2 separate regions of the Mus musculus genome follow, and region 2 is linked to region 1. The links are chromatin contacts, called in public Hi-C maps. All regions are on one chromosome and are shown on one strand. The core of a region is the stretch at or near the end of the contact, and the rest is flanking DNA. Distances in the headings are between cores, read along the strand shown.

Region 1 (6,299 bases), core at 2,220-4,719:
TAGATTAATGTTGTCTATTTGTGGACCTTACAAGCTTGTCTTCCAATATATGTTCTTTTGTTATGTCTGATTTCCTGCCCTCAATATTGCAGTATAAAATCTGACTACATTTTTATTAGGCTGCACCTCATGCATTTCAAGTGTCTAAATAGACCACAGTTTGTTTTTCTGTTCTATTGATAGGCATTTGGGTGGGCTGTAGTCTGGATGCACAAATGTCATTGCCATAGAGATGAAGGCATGGCTGTGGTATACACACTCCTTCCACAACAGGCCCATGGAGGTGTATAGGAAAAGAAGGAACTCATGGAACTTCTGGAAAGGGGCTGTTCCTGCTCATAGGAGGCAACTCGATGTCCTCTTTTCGAGCTGCCACTCCCTCTGTTCTCTCCTGACCCAACTGTATATCTGAGCATCCCTGGTTCTCACCATTCAAAAGGAAGATTTTCAATAACACAGAGAACCTTCTGAGTTATTCAGAAGAGCTTTGCTCTTTGTAGTGTTGTGGTTCAATGACCAACTCCTGCTGAGCTTCAATTTGTTCCTGACCATATTCTATTTTCACTCTCTGGGAGGTGCTATGAAAGGAAATTTAAAAGTGGAATCCTGCCCTGAAGGAGCTTAAGTGCTCTTGGGAATATTAATATACCCTAATGCAAATTAGAATTCTACAAGATCCATTTTAAAAACGTGAAAGCAAGGAGATTTTACAAAATAGTATTAGTCTACTGTATTGATCACTGTATTCTAGGGCTTGGTTAGCTTTAATTTGATATATTACCATCATGCCCTTGACAAACATGGTCCAAACATTCATCAGCTTTTCAGTGACAAACATCATGATCAGCTAAATGCTGCAAGAATCTAATTTCATTCCATTTTGCAAATGGAGAGTTCTTACATGCTACCTAAAAAAAAAATTAGCTGCCCAATTAACACATAGATACTGTCTATACTTCTGTTCACTCTACCAGGCTTTCTTTTGTTTCTACAAAATCTGTGACGGAATCTCTCTCTATCACCCACTTAGTGTCATTTATTTGGTAACAGTTTTTTTTTTCCTCTGACTTCATGTTAACTACTGTCCCAGGACACAGGATGAATGTGAAGAAACAAACCCCACCAGTTTCCCAGCCGCCCAGGCCTCATACTCTTGGAGAAAGTGCTTGACATATCTTATGTGAAACAAAATTCCTTACAATGATAATGTGAATGGTGCATTTAACAATTTTCCCCCAAACCTACTGAGCTTCAGAACAAGACATTCCTGGAATATTGGGCTTTTGCAGAAATAAACGGCTAATCATTCTGGATGAGGTGTGTCAGGGATCATCTGATGTTTACATTCCTTATTGGAGAAATGGAGGGAGATTCAGAACAAACACTGAGAAGAAGGCATTTGACATTCAAATAAGGTTGGAAGAACGAGCCACAACACTACAGAGAATCACAGGAAGTCAAGATGTAGTGAGCCCTCAGCGCTCACAGGAAGCCTTGATTCAGAAATTAATTCATTGACGCTGGAGGGGTTCATGGCTTCTGATTCACAGAGCTACCAGTCTTTTGATAACTGCTGCAGCAGCCTAGAAAACTGTTAAAACATGTACTAGATTGAACATCAAGAAACTGAAGATTTCTCACTGCCTCGATCCATATGAACAGCCACATTCTATGTCCCAGCTCAACATCATGTGAGCTCCTAAAAAAAGATCCTCTGAAAAACTATGCGAGAACCTAAAATCCCAAGAACAAGTAGAAGTTCATGAAGTTTAAGGAAGTAGAGATGGGGCAACAGGATGCAGCAGGAATGAAGGGCTATGCTTGTGGGGGTCTCAAGAGGATGTGATGTGGACACCCAGATAACTAAAGCTAGACAGGTGGAGAGAAAGGAAATGAGACTTTGAGTCCAAATGGAAGGTTTTGACCTCTTTATTTTATTTTTATTTTTTTGTATTGGAGTAACAACAGATAGGTTTTAAGATTGAGATTTTTGTAACCACAAAATGCAGGAATAGGTGATAAGGAGCTAACATGGAGGTAGAGAACCCTAACAGGGCTTGTGAAGGTCCAGTCAGGTTCTGGTGAGGATGAAAGGAGTCAACAGATGGAGATGGTTTTAGGGAGATCTCAGGATTCTCATTTTGATGAGATGCTCTGACTGACATACACTTTACCACTGTGTCTCACCCTAGCAGAAAACACAATTCAGTCCACATAGCTTAGACCCCGCCCCCAAGAAGTGGAGACAAGAATCACACACTGCAGCCTGGGAGGTCTGTCAGTGTGGGAGAAATAATACCATGGTTTATTTTTTTCTCATTTCTTGCCTTGGGTTCCCAAGCACTCTGGTCACATCTCTTTATCTTTCTTTATCTTTCTAGGTAATTGGTCACATTATCTTTCTAGGTAATTGTCTATTCAACTATCCAGTGGGTTGTGATATGAGCTGGGTCGGGGGGAAAGGCAGGCGCCCTTTGATTTTTATAGCCTCAGAATTTTGCACGGGATCTGGCTCCCTGGATTGGTTCTAGAAGTGACAGCACAAATATCTAAACAAATGAGTCAGTAAATGCAATTGAGCAAGCTCCTACCTACACTATCAATCTCATCCGTCTCTGGCCTGCTATCACGGATTGCCTTGCTCTCTGGTCGGTCTTAATAAGTCAGCAGCTTTTTCTTTCCTTCTGGCCCCTACTTACCACTCGCAAATTTTCACCAGTTGTGTATCAGTGGCCCATTAGAAGTCAGTTACTTCTTCATAAGCTTTCATTGATGTACAGAGTTACTTTTCAGATTACTCTCATGCCATGGAGATTTCTGTGCTCTTTGTTTTGTGACCTTGGATGCTAGAGCTTTACTATCATCATCATCATCATCATCATCATCATCATCATCATCATCATCATCATCATCATCATCTCACCCGTCCCTTCTGATTAGCAAAATTTTTCTGGGCTTCTACTGACTGATAATTTCCTGATCTAAACTTTGAAATTTGAAAGCTGCATATGTATCAAAAGATGGCCTAGTCGGCCATCACTGGAAAGAGAGGCCTATTGGACACGCAAACTTTATATGCCTCAGTACAGGGGAACGCCAGGGCCAAAAAGGGGGAGTGGGTGGGTAGGGGAGTGGGGGTGGGTGGGTATGGGTGACTTTTGGTATAGCATTGGAAATGTAAATGAGCTAAATACCTAATAAAAAATGGAAAAAAAAAAGAAAGGAAGGAAGGAAGGAAGGAAAGAAAGAAAGAAGGAAGGAAGGAAGGAAGGAAGGAAGGAAGGAAGGAAGGAAGGAAGGAAGGAAGGAAGGAAAGAAAGAAAGAAAGAAAGAAAGCCCACATTACACAAGAGGCTTTGATGCTCTCTTAACCCGTTTGGAGTTAGTAAGACCAGTGTTATAGTTTGGAGAGGGATAGGAAACAGGGAAGAAAGATTCACTGCAATACACAGAGTGGTTCGTCTTAAGAGGCAGTAAAGAGTGAAGAGAAGTCACAGGAAAAGCCAGCATTGGAAGGAGGAAGATAAGAAAGCATGGACTGGATTCAAGCCAGTTATTGATTCTTAGTTCCACGTCTGCCCCAGATAAACCTTGGCTTACAAGAAATCAAATTTGTGCAGATGTAAATACATCCCCTTCAGTTAGCTAAGGAGATAAGCAAGTCTGCCTGTGCATAAAATAAATCCAAATGTTTAATTGTAAGTAAAAGCTAAAGATGTTGTGTGTGGGGTGAAAGGAGACTTGTCATTGAGAGTACAACAACAACAACAACAACAAAAACCTTCCTTTGAATTTTATTTTAAATTGGTTTAGTTTGTTCTTAACTTTTGTCCTTCCCTGAACTCAGTTTTAGGACTCAGTGAACAATCTCTGGGACCGCTGGGTGATGTGCATGGTGGGTCTTTTCTTCCATCTAGCGGCGATATGTGTAATTACATGTTATTCTCCCAAGTCTGAAATTGTTCATTACAATGGGATTCAATTTTCTTCTCCCCCACCCCACCCTTTAGCTAAAGCAAAGTGAAGCGAACGCGGACACCAAAGAAAAACTCCCTTTGCGCTTGAGAATCTTCGAAAAATTTCCAAACAGACCGCAAATGGTGAAAATCTCAAAACTTCCTTCAGATTTTACAGTTCCTAAAATCAGGTATCAGATTGTTTCGTTGACTGTATCTCTTCACAACGTGGCTTACCATCTAAGTTAACCTCAGCCTTCTTTCAGACTGGCACGTGGGTAGGTTTGGGGTTGTGTTTGAAATTGTTATCTCCTGTTCTTCTCCCTGCCTTTGTGGTACAAAGCCTTTGAGTTCCATGAGTCATCCCTTCAGAGAAGAAGCAAGTGAGACACAAGCTTGTGTCCCCGCCTCCATCTGAAGACTTTTTGGTCATGAGACCTCCTAGGTATAGACAAGGTGGACTTTTCAGTCATTAGACCTCCTAGGCATAGACAAGGTGAACTTTGCTCAGAGGGAAAGAGGACAGACTTCGATGTGAGCACTTTATCTCTAAATACATCAGGCAGGCAGCTCTGGAAGGTGTCTTTGTTACAGCAGCATTGGCTTATATGGCCATCTGGTCACAGTGTAATCTGCCTCCCACTGGTTAAAAGAACCTTAACATTTACACCCACACTGATTCAGTTTGCACTAGCTTTGCCTTCCTGCTAAACAAATGCATTCTTAAGGTGCTTGGAACTTCCTGCTTTTAATAATTGGAGGAAAGTCTTCCAATGATAACTCAAAAGGCTCCAGGTACAATCATGAAATCATATAGACTTTTCCATTTTTTTAAAATTTATTCACTTATTTATCTTTAAACATCTTGGTGAGGGATTAGGGAAGGTTGAGATTAGGTGCAATGCCAAACACTTGAAACTCCAATAGAAAAAGAGGATCATGTCACTTAATGCCTGGAGAGAGTTCTGGACATTTTCATGGTTTTATCAACATCAGATATGTTGATGCAGATGGTGATGCTTACTGCATTACTGGGTGTACAATGCAATCTTATGGGGCCACCATTTGCATGCAGCCTATTGGTGACCAAATTGTAGCCAAGTTGCACATGACAGCATTTCTTTTTCTGATTTTAAGTTGCTTTCTTTGTTTACTTGCATTAATGTTATTTAAATTTTTCATATTTTGGTGATCAGATGAAGTCTTTTCCTTTTGAGTCTTTAAATGTAAAATTATCTCTCAAGGACTTTTATGATGAATAGAAGTTTGAAAAGATGAATTAATTCTTTCAAGTAGTAGGGAGAAAATAAAGTATCTCATTACCACGGTAGGATTCAAATCACACCATCAATTATTAGAAACCCTTGCTTTTAAGCTATTTCAGGGACATTATGTCTTTAAACAGGAGTTTGCAAGGATTCAGGAAGCTTTTTCCCTAAGTTAAATAATTTGATAATTAAATCCAACCATCGCCCTTGGTATGACACATCTTTATTTTTGTGATCTTCTGCACTGCTTCATTGTCTCTGAAATGCCACCTCCCATTCTACTTCCTGAGTAACCCTGATCTGTGTGCTTCATTCACAAAGGGAAAGCTTCATGAAGCAGTTCATTGACCGCCAGCAACAGGACACCTGCTGTCTCTTCAGAATCCTCCCCTCTACCTCTTCCTCATCATGTGACAACCCCAAGAAGCCCACAGCTGAAGACAACAAATACATTGATCAAAAAGTAAGAACCACTGTCTCCATCACCAAACCCCTCTAAAGCACATGTTAGAGAAAAATGTGGCACAATTATTTAGAGTCCTCAATTCCTAAGTCTGTAGGGAATAGAGAAGAAAATAATAAATAGATAGGTGTATGTGTATATATGTACATATTGTTTGTGATGTAATTCATATTTCTATTATGTTAAAAACTCGAATGCCAACTTGCTCCTGTCCAGGCTCTCCTGACCCTCCTCTACCCCACAGAGCTGATATGTATTGTGTCCTCTGTCTTAGTCATCTTGCCCTAGGTTATGTCAATGATTATTGCCTTTGTGCTATGTCTCTTCATTTTAAAGAACTTTCCCTCATTTATTTTCTCTTCACCATTCTCAGATCTCATTCCTCATTCTTGTAGAGAACACTCTGTTGCTAATGTCTTCTCTTTTTTTTTTCATTCATTTATTTTTTGTCAGTTGAAAATAATTAGGTTTGTATCTGGTTGGTTAGATTTCATTTTCTTTGGGGAAAGCCTGTGAGATGTTGTCTGCATTCTTGGGGCTCAAAAATTTTATTAGTATATACCTTCTCTGTCCTTTCTCATCAAAATTTCACCAACTGGGAAGGGAGATTTT
Region 2 (6,299 bases), core at 1,174-3,673, 1.0 Mb before region 1:
AATGAGAAATTACAGCAGACTGAGATGACAATGGGGAAGATTGCCACAGAGTGGATTACATACAGTTTTATTTGGCTTTACACCTCACGTCACATCTTAACTTTATCTGGCAAGAGACATCCTGCTTTGCTATGAAGATTTCAGTTCATCAGAGCCCAGGTCAAACTAAAATTCCAAGACCAGAATGTTTTTCTTTCCTATCACCTTAGACTGAGGCCACTCTAAGTTACCATTTCCTATCTCTGGAGTCATGTAACTGCTTCTATTCTAATGCTAATTATGTTCCCCAAAAACTGTTTGCACAATTACATTTGCACATAGCTTCTGGGACTCTACCCCTAGTTAGTTCTGATTGGTAAATAAAAGATGCGAACAGCCAATAGCTGGAGAGGACAGACAGGCAGGATTTTAGGATTCCCAGATGTGGAAAGAGGAGGAGGAAGAAGAAGAGAGATCCTCCAAGCTGGAAGAATGTGTAATAGAGGAAAGATGCCATAACTGAGAATAGTAAAGGACAGAGAAGCATAGACTCCATGTGAAGGAGCCTGGAGAAAGTGGCCCAGAGGGGTGCCCAACTGGGTCCAGGGCAGTCAAGATAGAACACAAAATATATTAAGTAGTAGCTAGGAATTATTAGCAGGAGGTAGTGGAGGTTAGGTAGTGCCCTAGCTATTGTGCTGTGTAGGGCATGTAAAATATAAAGGCTGAGTGTGTCTCTTTCATTCGGAAATTTAAACCGTTGAGGTGGGTAGCAAACCCACTGTCGGAATTTATTTATTAATTATTTAATTCAACAGAGTCATATCTTTTGTTGTTTGCAGTGGGACCATCAAAACATCAAAACACTTGAAGGGTATGACTTGTCTGATGGCTCTCATACAATGACACAATAGTGCACCATGTATGTATCCTATAATATTTGTGCAATAATACATAAATGACATGTCCAAAATCAGCTCCATAATTTCTTATTGTTAGTTGTGATATAGGAACTAGAAAGAATCCATGTTTGTACAGACAGCACAGTGAAGATCTGGATATTTGCTGCCTAGCCTTAGGGACACTGCAGTAGGGACGAATAGTTCTTAGGGAGGATTGAGTAAGTGGGTGGGAGCTACCTGAAAGGCAAAGATATATGATTATGGTACATTGATTTATGTAAACAAGACATTCAGAATTGAGAAGCTTTAAGTAATTATGATGAAACCATAAACAAAAACTGAGATGTGTTCTTTATTATACATATCTGGGATACACAAGTAGCTTGGGTTACAAGAAACTTAGGTTCATTATTTTCCACTGATGTCTCTTCTAGTTTTAAAATGTTGGTATCTCATTATTTGAAGACACAGCAAGTACAACTAAATGCCTTGGCTGTGTCTTGCTTGAGTAGTGTGAAAGAATCCAACTTTGATGTGTATAAACAAATTGTCTCCAATTATACTTTTTGCTCAGAAATCTTTGCTTATCTAGAGTATGTCTCCAGAGGATAATTAATTTTATAGAGACAGAAAACACTATTTGGTCATAGATTTTGGCTTTTAACTTTTGTCAATTATCTCAATGTTTTTGATAGAGATTGTTGAAGAGGGATGATTGTAGTATAAATATACTGTGACCACTGGGAGGAAAAGTAAAAGCCGATTTTATTAAAAAGTATCTGCCAAACAGTAGGTGCCAAAGGGTCATGTGACTGTGTAACACACAGTAGGTCAGTGAGAACTCAGGCCAAACTAGCACCCCAAACTTGGCATAGTTTAGAAATTACTTCATTGCTATTTCTAAAATATAATGGACAGACTTGCCTAGTTTTAGATTCTTATAATTGTTTCATATTTTGTTAGGTGTTGTCTAAATGATGCAGTATTCTGTATTTCATCCTTTCTTTGTTCAAAAGTGCTGTTCTTGTCCACTAGGGCAACATGGAAGACAGTAAGGAAAGTAATGGTTCTGTTTCTCTCTCTCTGTCTCTCTGTCTCTCTCTCTCTCTGTGGTGTGTGTGTGTGTGTGTTTGTGTGTGTGTATGCAATAAACCACATGCCTGGACAAGTTGAGATCACAGATACAGGGACGGGTGGTTTTCTTCTTTGCTATCTATAAGTGGTAAATACTAATGCTAATATGAATTGCATTTACTTTGGTTTATATCATATATCCAAGCGTGTAATATTTTATGTCTCACGGTATTTTAAATTATAATTTATTTATTTTGTGGGCTGTTTTACAGCCAAGCATGTTTCCTATGTTGGTCTTAGGAGATATTTTTAAGAAGTCCATTCTGGTTGCTACAGTGTTCTTTTCAATTGGATCATTTTGAATAGGGAACCAACTTTAAAAACAATGCTGTGTGTAGGTAGGTAAGAGCTTACTATTTTTTATTAGATTTTGTTTTTGTTGTTGCTAATATGGGGAGAGAACAGTGCAGCAGTTGAGAGCTCAAGCTTGTGAGAATAGTACTTCATGTCAACTTCTAGCTCTGCTACTTAAGGATGATCTTGTATTTAAGCTGTCTGTCCCTTAATTTCCTCACCTACACAATAAATATTAGGATAATAATAATGCTACACCCTTCACAAAGTGGTTATGAGGATCATGTGACTTAAAACTTATAAAATGTCTAAACAAAACTTAATATATTAAATATATAATAATTGTAAGCTATCAGTTTTTCATTCCAGAATGAATGGTGTTATTATTGTTAGGTTTAGAATAACATTGTCTCATTGCATAAAGTTACTTGTCACTATGCCTGAGACCTGACTTCCATCTTCAGGGGCTACATCGTGTGGAAAAATTGTCCTCTGACCTTCATATCTGTGCATCTCTGTCTCTCTGTCTCTCTTCCTCTCAATACATCTTTTTAAAAAGACATAATGGTTGAATTTAAAAGTCTATCATTGTCTGAAGAATTTTGGGTAAGACATATTTTCCGTTTTAAAATATTGCTTCATCCCATTGAAATATTCTCCATCTCATCAAAATGGACAAGCTGAGACATCTAAAGCATATAAAGATGCATAGATGTATTTAAATCTCATTGGAATTAATTTTAAAGTCCCACATGTAGACAAATTCTATTTATAGGCAGTCTTCCAGATGTCACTTACTGGGTTCCAGAGTGTCATCCAAAGTCCTGGCTCTTGTTCATTTTAACACTTTAAATATGACTTTTAATAAAAACCTAATCTCAGGCATTTCTAAAAAACAATCAGATCTTAACCAGAAAACATTTTTAATACTGTCATTCCTGTAATATTGGTATTTGTTGGTGTGGTGTGGAGACTAAGTACTGTTGGGCTTCTTTCCAGTGCAAAGGGACCTGGTATTGCCTAAATGAGCTGATCCTGAATTTCAGATAGATCAGGGAAATGACAGGATCATAAAAAAAAAACTGACATGTTTTTCTAGTGTGTGTGTGTGTGTGTGTGTGTGTGTGTGTGTGTGTGTGTAGACAGCTTCCAGTAATTCTCTCCCGTGATTTCATAGTTTAAAGAAAGATCCTATTGATACCTTAAAGAGGTTTCTTCTTAAAAATCTAGAGAATCACAAGAGATAGCTACATCTGGGTCCTTTCAATAAAATCTTGCTAGGGTATGCAATGGTGTCAGCGTTTGGATGCTGATTATGGGGTGGATCCCTGGATATGGCAGTCTCTACATGGTCCATCCTTTCATCTCAGCTCCAAACTTTGTCTCTGTAACTCCTTCCATGGGTGTTTTGTTCCCAATTCTAAGGAGGGGCATAGTGTCCACACTTCAGTCTTCATTCTCCTTGAGTTTCATGTGTTTAGTAAATTGTACCTTATATCTTGGGAATCCTAGGTTTGGGGCTAATATCCACTTATCAGTGAGTACATTTTGTGTGAGTTCCTAGCAAACACAGAAGTGGATGTTCACAGTCAGCTAATGGATGGATCACAGGGCTCCCAATGGAGGAGCTAGAGAAAGAACCCAAGGAGCTAAAGGGATCTGCAACCCTATAGGTGGAACAACATTATGAACTAACCAGTACCCCGGAGCTCTTGACTCTAGCTGCATATATATCAAAAGATGGCCTAATCGGCCATCACTGGAAAGAGAGGCCCATTGGACATGTAAACTTTGTATGCCCCAGTACAGGGGAACGCCAGGGCCAAAAAGGGGGAGTAGGTGGGTAGGGGAGTGGGGGTGGGTGGGTATGGGGGACTTTTGGTATAGCATTGGAAATGTAAATGAGCTAAATACCTAATAAAAAATGGAAAAACAAAACAAAACAAAACAAAAAAAATCTAGAGAATCATCATTAAAATGTATAACAGTGGGGACCTTTGTTAAATTTAACATTTTAAAAAAATCTTGATTTAGACACTTTACAAATAAATGATCGACAAATAGTTTTGAACTTCTCTAGTTCAAGATGCCTTTTCACCTGTCATTAATGGATGTTCAACACCAACAACCAATAAGGCCAGGAAACCTTTTTGTGAGTTTACTCTGGAATTTTCCCTTGATCTTCACGTCAAGATGACTAAGATAATTAAGTTTACTGTGTACAAAGATACAAGCCCTAATAAACTAAAAATATTTAGCATTCATAATTGTTTTTACTAATAACATCCATGCAGTTTACATGTTTGCTTGTGTGAGTGAGGCTGGATACCAATCATAATACTGAATTTCCATGGACTAACTCCTTCTGGTAGGAGGGCAGAAGTATTCCTGCTCTGTTCTTTTAAGTACCTCGGGGAGGAACTCACAGAACTTGTCAGGAAATGCTGCCTGAGTATCTAAGCATGGGTAGGGGTATATATTCAATTTGTAGTCTACATTGTACAAAAGTATACAAAATAAACTTTAAAGAGAACTAAGAAGTCATGAAAGATAGGACTGAAGTCATCCAGATCACCACTAAATCCTGCTCTCTACCGGGATTTCTGACCTACTTTAAAATGCATCACATCTGCATTTTTGTTGGTTTTGCTGTTTAGGACTCAATGTCTTAGCCTAGCCTCTTGTCCAAAGCATACACATATATCTATCTTAATGTAATAATCCTTTCTTTAGGTTAGGGGAGTTTTCTTCTATAATTTTGCTGAAGATATTTACTGGCCCTTTAAGTTGGAAATCTCCTCTCTCTCTTTTTTTATACCTATTATCCCTAGGTTTGGTCTTCTTACTGTGTCCTGGATTTTCTGGATGTTTTGGGTTAGGAGCTTTTTTCCTTTTGCATTTTCTTTGACTGTTTGTCAATGTTTTCTATGGTGTCTTCTGCACCGGAGTTTCTCTCTTCTATCTCTTGTATTCTGTTGGTGATGCTTGCATTTATGACCCCTGATCTCTCTCCAGGGTTGTCTTTCTTTGTCATTTATTTATTGTTTCTATTTCCATTTCTAGATTCTAGATGGTTTGGTTCAGTTCTTTCACCTGTTGGTTGTATTTTCCTGTAATTCTCTAAGAGATTTTTATGTTTCTTCTTTAAGGGCATCTAGGTGTTTACCTGTGTTCTCTTGTATTTCTTTAAGAGAGTTATTTATGTCCTTTTAAAGTTTTCTAACATCATCATGAGAAGTGATTTTAAATCAGAATCTTGCTTTTCTGGTGTGATGAGGTATACAGTACTTGTTCTGGTGGGAGAACTGGGTTCTAAAAAATCAGTCTGAAGGTTTCTCAGAAAATTGGACATAGTATTACCTGAAGACCCAGCTATACCACTCCTGGACATATACCCAAAAGATGCTCCAACATATAACAAAGACACAAGCTCCACTATGTTCATAGCAGCCTTATTTATAATAGCCAGAAGCTGGAAAGAACCCAAATGCCCTTCAACAGAGAAATGGATACAAACAGTGTGGTACATTTACACAATGGAGTACTACTCAGGTATGAAAAACAATGAATTCATGAAAATCTTCGGCAAATGGATCAAACTAGAAAATATCGTCTTGAGTGAGGCAGCCCAATCATGAAAGAACACACATGGTATGTACTCACTGGTAAGTGGATATTAGCTCAAAAGCTCGGAATACCCAAGATACAATTCACAGACCAAATGAAGCTCAAGAAGAAGGAAGAACAAAGTGTGGGTGCTTTGGTCCTTCTTAGAAGGGGGAACAAAATACTCATGGGAGCAAAAATGGAGATGAAGTGTGGAGCAGAAACTGAAGGAAAGACCATACAGAGACTGCCTCACCTCCAGATCTATCCCGTGTACAGTCACCAAATGCAGACACTATTGTGGATGCCAAGAAGTGCTTCCTGACAGGAGCCTGAAATAACTGTCTCCTGAGAGGCTCTGCCACAGCCTGACAAAAATACAGA

Evidence for each region. Hi-C and Micro-C count contacts between places; a contact is called where the count stands out from the background.
Region 2: a contact with region 1 is called in a Hi-C map of the N1E-115 cell line, with 8 times the contacts expected there. The contact joins two enhancer-like sites. A contact is called at or near these places in 1 of 15 datasets of contacts at CTCF or cohesin (pro-B cells) and 6 of 484 Hi-C or Micro-C datasets (the N1E-115 cell line, cardiomyocytes, cerebellum and 3 more).

What each region holds. Positions count from the first base shown.
Region 1 is chr14:123,369,326-123,375,624 of GRCm38.p6, reverse strand. Nalcn (sodium leak channel, non-selective) reads left to right here. Exons shown (of 44, transcript NM_177393.4): 16 at 4,011-4,147; 17 at 5,546-5,687. Among named protein-coding and RNA genes, the nearest start is that of AA536875, 200 kb to the right of the region's middle. Within about 2 kb of position 3,469, at least 4 of the 459 cell types and tissues checked have an H3K27ac peak or open chromatin away from gene starts, as enhancers often do. A contact at or near this core is called in the N1E-115 cell line, where this site is marked.
Region 2 is chr14:124,401,660-124,407,958 of GRCm38.p6, reverse strand. The region is part of intron 1 of Fgf14 (fibroblast growth factor 14); the gene reads left to right. Among named protein-coding and RNA genes, the nearest start is that of Fgf14, 270 kb to the left of the region's middle. Within about 2 kb of position 2,423, at least 1 of the 459 cell types and tissues checked has an H3K27ac peak or open chromatin away from gene starts, as enhancers often do. A contact at or near this core is called in the N1E-115 cell line, where this site is marked.